Linked DNA regions of Mus musculus: region 1 is linked to region 2. Evidence: chromatin contacts called from public HiCAR-type data. All regions are on one chromosome and are shown on one strand. The core of a region is the stretch at or near the end of the contact, and the rest is flanking DNA. Distances in the headings are between cores, read along the strand shown.

Region 1 (3,665 bases), core at 663-3,162, 140 kb before region 2:
AATTAAATGTGGCAAAAGTAAATACCAAAACCCATGTAGTCTAGCTTTGACTACAGTGTTCACATTCCTCAGAACAAGGTTCTGCCTCTTCCCTGAGTTCAAGGCATCTAGATTCAATTAGCTAGGTGGCATTAGTTTGTTGACCTACATGATTGAAGAACAACAACTGCTTTCCAGCTCCCTACATTCTCCTCTCCATCCCCCCACCCAGACATCCTTACCTCCCACTGTCTCCATCTCAGTAACAATTATCTACCCATTGGCACTAAAACCCAAATCCCTTGGTTCCTGATTTTCCTCTCCCTGGCCTTTATTACTGATCTCCATATGCTTTTATATCAACATTACCAGAGTCCAACTATTCATCAACTCCTCCACTTCTATCTTAGGGTGAGTCAATGTTTCCTTTTACCTAGAAAGTTCAATGCCTTGATAAGAGTCTCTGTGATTCATCTTTTGGCATGCTTTGCTATTCTCAGATGAAAAAAGAGTCAGTTCAGAAAGGACACAAATGTTGCTTTTTTTTTTTTTTTTTTTAAAGAAAAACTTCTGGAAAGTGCCTACAACACATTCCTTGGTGCAAGGGATGATGAGAAATGCTGTTTTTATTTGGTATAACCACGGACTTCATGGGATTCTATTACTAGAGATAAAGGGGAAATAGTAGGGACCTAACTGGTGATCTTTGACCCAGAACAAACTTCTAAAGCTAGTTTTAAGTAACATAGAAGGAGAGTTCAAATTGGCAGACTATAGAATTGTGGGATAAACAATCAATGCAGAGAGGATAATACATAGAAGGCTCCCAAGAGATAAGGTGTGCATGGCTTGTTTGAGACCCTATAGAACCCTATATGGTTAGATTGTTTGGAACAACAAGAGTCCCTGCTGTAGTAGACTTATGGTGAATAGCCAAATGTAAAGGTTAATTTGTATTTCCCAAAGAATTTAGTATCTATTGTTTAATGTTAGATTATACAGATTACAGTTTGATAAGTTAGTTGTTCAAAATGAAACTGACAAAGTAATTCTATGGAATATACTGGCATCAAGTCAGTTACACTTAGGGCTCAGCCAGGGGATATAGCTGGAGGGTCAGGGGTTTTGGCTCTTACCTATGTGGGTTTCTTTGTCTTTTCTCCAAGCATGTCCTTTTCTGAGAACCTCTGCTTCTTTATAAAATAGACGTCATACCATCTAGAGACTGCCATATCCAGGGATCCATCACATAATCAGCTTCCAAACACTGACACCATTGCATACACTAGCAAGATTTTGCTGAAAGGACCCAGATTTAGCTGTCTCTTGTGAGACTATGCTGGGGCCTAGCAAACACAGAAGTGGATGCTCACAGTCAGCTATTGGATGGAACACAGGGCCCCAAATGGAGGAGCTAGAGAAAGTAACCAAGGAGCTAAAGGGATCTGCAACCCTATACGTGGAACAACAATATGAACTAACCAGTACCCCCCGGAGCTCATGTCTCTAACTGCATATGTATCAGAAGATGGCCTAGTTGGCCATCAGTGGAAAGAGAGGCCCGTTGGTCGTGCAAACTTTATATGCCCCAGTACAGGGGAATGCCAGGGCCAAGAAGTGGGAGTGGGAGGGTGGGGGAGTGTGTGGGGGACTTTTGGGATAGCATTGAAAATGTAACTGAAATAAATACCTAATAAAAAAATTTAAAAATAAAAATAAATAGACGTCATAAACTACTAGCTCTATCTCAGTCTTTCCCACTTCGGGAAGGGTGGCAATAAGAAAGGAGATGGGGAAAACATGTGGCAAGTAAAAAAAGGAAGGAAGGATGCTGGGAGGTGAGGAGTAGGACTTTGGAAGCACAGCACACAGAGGCAGCATGTGTGTCCCCAGAAAGAACTCCATGCTGGGTTCTAGCAGAGGCAACTGAAATGCGAGAGAGCACTTCAGCCACCAGGTGTCTCCATCTCTGCACCAAAGCCTTACATGTCAATAACGTCAGTAAGAGTAAATTTATCCATAGGCTTTCTGGGCTTCTTTTTTAAAAAATTTAATCAGCATAGATGTCTTACTGTCTGATAAGTGAAAGTAAGTTCTCATTGAGGATTTTTATATACTCATTGTCTTTTACTTTGATTATATGGTAATTATATGATATTATGTGATATCTTCATATAACCAATGTACTAAAGCGACCCTTCTCGCCCCACCCCCCATGCCCCATCCCCAAATTCATCCTTTTTAGACTTGATTTCTCTTTGAAAGATGATGAGAAACACAATCAGATCATCCTGGACCTGGCTGTCTATAGGTAAAGCATTTTTATTATATATTCATCTTAGGGCCTTCCCATCAGATCTCTTTCTAAATAGCAACTCATTGTGTTCTGTAACAGAGAGATGGAACTTGGTTCCCTGCTTCGAAGAATTCGAATGCTCACTGTAATTTTTAAAACAGATTTTTAATTTTTTTATGTATGAATGCTTGCTTGCATGGCTGTATATATACCATGTACATGCCTGGGGCTCACAGAGGGGCAAAAGAGGGCACTGGAGTCTCTAGAGCTGGAGTTACAGGCAGTCAGGAGCCATTGTGCTTGAAACCTGAACTCAGCTCCTCTTGCAAGAGCAACAAGCATTCTTAGCCACTGAGCCATGTCTGCATCCCCCACTGTAATGTTAAACACACAAAGATGAAAGGGGAGGAGGGAATCAATTACCCCAGACAGAGTCCCATGGCTATGAAAACTCAAACCCTACAGACCGGGTTAAAATGATTCTCAGAGCTGTATTGCTTTCTGATATGCATACCCCAGGCTCCCTTTGCTCCAAGGCTGTTACTCTGATGGCCCTCTTTGTTTTACAAAACACAATGAGCCTTGGTTTAAGTCTCAGTGTAGGGGACTGCCAGGGCCAGGAAGTAGGAGTGGATGGGTTGGTAAGCAGGGGGAGGGGAGAGGGCTAGGGAGTTTTGGAGGGGAAACCAGGAAAGGGGACAACATTTGAAATGTAAATAAAGAAAATATCTAATAAAAAAAATGAGCCTTGGGTGGTGAGCCTTCTCTGCCTTATTCCATCTTAGAGCCCATGATCACAAGATGTCCTCTGCTCCAAGATCCCCACATTATGACTGGTGGTTTTCAGCTGTACTTTATTCCAGCAGACAGGCATGACCACAGTAGCAAAGTGACATGTTTGCCCCTCCTAGTGATGCCAGAGCATTATTACTCTCTCTAAAGGTGCTGGGTTTTGAGCCTCAACACCCTGCCTGTATTATCACCTACCCTTCCTATAACACGAATCTGAAGGTGTCCAGGTCACTCCATCTCATTGCTTGATAGTGTTAGATTTGACCCACTGGCCCGATGACTGGCTCTGATCATTGTGTGCCTCATTCCATTTGTATCCACTTCCCTATGCCTATGCCATTGTCATGGTTAATATCTCTGTCCTTCAGCCTCTGATGAGATGCCATCTTATGAGAGTGGACCTGCCTACTCTCTGAGAAAGACAGAGCCTGCCTTTCCCCAGAACTTCCACCACTCCTTGTCCTTCACTTGCTTTCTGATAAAGTCGACATTTCCTTGTGTCTTAAAATTCTGATGTCAACATTCATTGGGCCGTACTTCTCCAGGACCTCAAATAGTAGCCTATGAGGAGGACCACAGATGCAGTGAATGAATGAGT
Region 2 (3,436 bases), core at 807-3,306:
GGCACAGACCTCACTCCAGGTCTGTCAAAGGAGTTCCATGGTGAAATGGCATGTTTACCTGCATTCAGTGTGTCACTAAGGAAAACAAAGATCTCTGCCTTTATGGAATGCTCCTGTTCTGGGGATGAGACGACAGGCATAGTAAATGTGAAATGTGCTTGGAATATGCTACAGGACGTCCATGGAATAAAGAAAAGAAAGCTGGGAGAGAATCATGGCAGGGCTATAGGGATACAGTTACAAACGGAAGACTGCACAGTCTCAGCAGCATTTGTGAAAGGTGAGAGACTGAGCCACAGAGATCCCTGAAGGGGAGGATTAACTGGACACAGTACAGCAGCTTGTTTTCTGGGCTCGAAAGCTAGGACAACATTCTGTGTATCTTCCCTCCTAGCATGGGAAGCCTAGAAAGCGAATAAGTACACAAGGAGACTTACAGGCAAACAGGAGGAGAGCAGAGAGTGATGGGAGGCTTCTTCAGTCCAGTAGAGTAGTATGAAGATGCTAGAGTGTGAGATTACGCAGTCTAACCCTAGTACCAGCCTTATAGTTCTCATTATTCTCATTATGCAAACAAACAAAGGGCAGAGCATAGCACATGATGCATTGGGTTCACTCAGTGAATTCTTTCACCTAGATGCTTCCACAGCCATCTGTGTGTCCTGTCCTTGACCTCAGCAGACTGTTATGACCAGGCCTAGTCACCTGACTTTCATGTTCACCCATGATCACTCAGGGGAAAGGTACTCCCTCTGATTCACCTTACAGCCTACAGCCCCACCCCCACCCCCCAGTGTAGTGACTGACCTACCCACCCATCAGTGATGTGTGCTAACATAAGGATGCTTGCCAGTTGTACTGACTGCCTCTGGGTCTGCCTAACTCCAAATCCAAAGCCCTTTATCCGACAATGGGCTAACTCTAAAGTAGGGTGCTGGTTATAAAGCACAATCACTAATTGTTTGTGCATTTTTTCTGAACTTGTGTCTCATCTCCATGAGACACATCTCCTTTGCTTAGCATTAAAAGTGACACCAGGCAACTTCTGAGGCATCAGTCATTTGTTGGAGTCTTGGTCATCATATACAAAGCCTCATTATCCTGACATGACTGCACTAGAAACGGACATGTAGGATTTCTGATGAACAGCCGCAGGCTAGACCAGCTTCTAACCATTCTTAGCAGAATGTGTGCCATAAGTAGACTTCGTCCCACAGGAGCCACTGACAGACACTCCTGTCTTTCCAAGCGAAGCCCAGACATTATGGAACAGAAACACATCACCCCATTCTGTGCTGTCTTCCTAAAATTTCGGACCCATAGTTTTCAACAGGATTTAGACTCGCTGTTGCTATTGTAGCAGTAAGTCTGGGGATGTGAGTTACACAGCAATGGATAATATCAGGAGCAATCTCATGCTTATATAATACAGCACAGTTCTTCTATGCCATGTTTACTGTTGCTCTCTCTTAATTGAATGTGGACTTTCTGAGTTCACACCTGCTTTGACCATAGCTACACTTCTGCATCCATCCAAAAGAATACTTGTCATGTAGTGACTGTGCAACGACTATTTATTTAACAATTAATCAAAGATTTTTAACATAGACAAATAAACAAGGAAGCAGAGAAAAAGGAGCTCTGACCCAAACAGAGGAGGCCAAAGCTCATAGGTTTCCAATGATTATGAGCTAAAGTCTCCTTGATGCTCTGGAAAAGCCAGGCTGTTTCTAGAACAATTTCCCATAAGCACTTCTGCTTTCACCCTCCCCCGTCAGTTTCTTAGATAAAGAGAGACTTTTCCATGGATTGTGTTGTGTGTTTACCTCATCCTTTGCCTGGGAGATCCTAGAAACAATTAGGTGCTCCAAATTTTTTTGGTGAATGAGAGCTAATGCATTCAAAAATCACAGAGCCAAGTTTTGCATCCGTGCAAGTAATTCAAAACTGAGCTCTTAATTTGGAAAGGAAGGGATCAGCTAATTAATATGCAATGTCAGCAGCCTCCTATATTTTATGGTACAAAACAGAACTGCATGTCCCCTGGCCCAGTCAATTTCCTGTTTATTATCACATTAGACCTATTCCAGGGCAGATGGAAAATTTGAAGGGCATCTCCAGACATTAAGACTGGCATAAATCTTCCAGAATTGCATATGAATACATAATACTCCCCATTAATATTTTTAGAAATTATGGTTTATATAATTTCTTGATTAAATAGGAACTATTTTACCATGTAACTCTGCTCCTTCCAACTGCTAATTTGATTTCCCCAATCTGTAGTTTTTGGTCTAAGTCTCTGTTAATGTTGGTCTGCCTTTTAAAACAGTGTTAGCTTAAAATTCCTCACCAAAGTGGCTCATTGGTCCTTCCTCTGACCTTCCCTCTGCCTGTTTTTCCTCATCTGTTCATGAGGCAGAGAACGTCTCTAGTACCTATAGTGTGGTACCTGTGCCCATCAGTCCTGGTGTTGCATTGGGAGCTTGGACCGGCATCCTGGCATCGCCATGCTGCACGCAGTAGATCCAAGGCATAGAATGCCTTCTAAACTTCTCAGAGCTGCAAGAAGAAAGCAGGCAAGCTTAGATTTGAACTTTGGGCTCACTTGAATAAACTGACTTTGCTAAGAGGAAAGGGGACCGCATGGCCTTCATAGAGCAGCTGCTGTGCGCCAGGCACTATAGTAGGCACACGTCCTTTGTCATTTTATAGCTGCTTTATGAATCACTCATACTTATTTCCATGTTCATATGCCAGGAAAATGAGGCTGAGGGATATTTCACCAATGTTAACCAGCTACAGATTAATTAATGTGTGTGTGTGTGTGTGTGTGTGTGTGTGTGTGTGTGTGTGTGGTGTGCGCTTGTGTACATGTGTGCACACCTGTGTTGTGCCCTGAAGGTTTTCACCTGTCTTGTGCTTTGAGGAAATCTTTGAGTCTCGATACTTCTTGGCATCTACAGATGTAAAATGAGTTTGCTGCATTCTTTCCATTTGACAACACAACAGGAGAACCAACTGCAGATCAGAACCAAGAAGCCAGCATTCTTTCTACCTGACAACACAATGGGAGATCCAACTGCAGATCAGAACCAAGAAGCCATCATTTCCATCCCTTCACCTTATATTCACACTTTGAAACTGTAAGGACAGGCAGCTTTTTCCAGCTGCCCATTCAGTTATGACTAAGCCTACACTGAGAAGTCCAAGTTTGAACCCCACTTCATCATGAAGACTAAAGCTTATTTTTAAAGCTAAACACATTCCATAAATATGTATATATTTACTTATGAATATGCATCAAAGTTTGCCCGCGAATGTGCCAAATATGAAGGAATCAGTAAGACCAAGCCCAGAGAAATTTTATAGAACAGAGCGCAAGAAGAGGGTGAGAGCTGAGATAAACTTGGTAGCAGACGCCAACCAGGCTAAT

Evidence for each region. HiCAR-type assays count read pairs that join an accessible place to other places.
Region 1: a contact with region 2 is called in a HiCAR-type map of PVALB interneurons, with 2.9 times the contacts expected there. The contact joins two enhancer-like sites. A contact is called at or near these places in 3 of 39 promoter capture datasets (embryonic stem cells and liver), 1 of 15 datasets of contacts at CTCF or cohesin (hippocampal excitatory neurons), 147 of 484 Hi-C or Micro-C datasets (the AML12 cell line, the AtT-20 cell line, B cells and 76 more), 23 of 115 datasets of contacts at active chromatin or transcription factors (CD8 T cells, PVALB interneurons, T-cell acute lymphoblastic leukemia and 14 more) and 1 of 9 other capture datasets (embryonic stem cells).

What each region holds. Positions count from the first base shown.
Region 1 is chr15:66,440,783-66,444,447 of GRCm38.p6, reverse strand. Lrrc6 (leucine rich repeat containing 6 (testis)) reads left to right here. Exons shown (of 12, transcript NM_019457.2): 8 at 2,225-2,290. Among named protein-coding and RNA genes, the nearest start is that of Gm31006, 58 kb to the left of the region's middle. Within about 2 kb of position 1,912, at least 11 of the 459 cell types and tissues checked have an H3K27ac peak or open chromatin away from gene starts, as enhancers often do. A contact at or near this core is called in PVALB interneurons, where this site is marked.
Region 2 is chr15:66,298,946-66,302,381 of GRCm38.p6, reverse strand. It overlaps Gm27242 (a long non-coding RNA gene), which reads right to left. Exons shown (of 5, transcript XR_875391.3): 3 at 2,453-2,562. Among named protein-coding and RNA genes, the nearest start is that of Kcnq3, 14 kb to the right of the region's middle. Within about 2 kb of position 2,056, at least 1 of the 459 cell types and tissues checked has an H3K27ac peak or open chromatin away from gene starts, as enhancers often do. A contact at or near this core is called in PVALB interneurons, where this site is marked.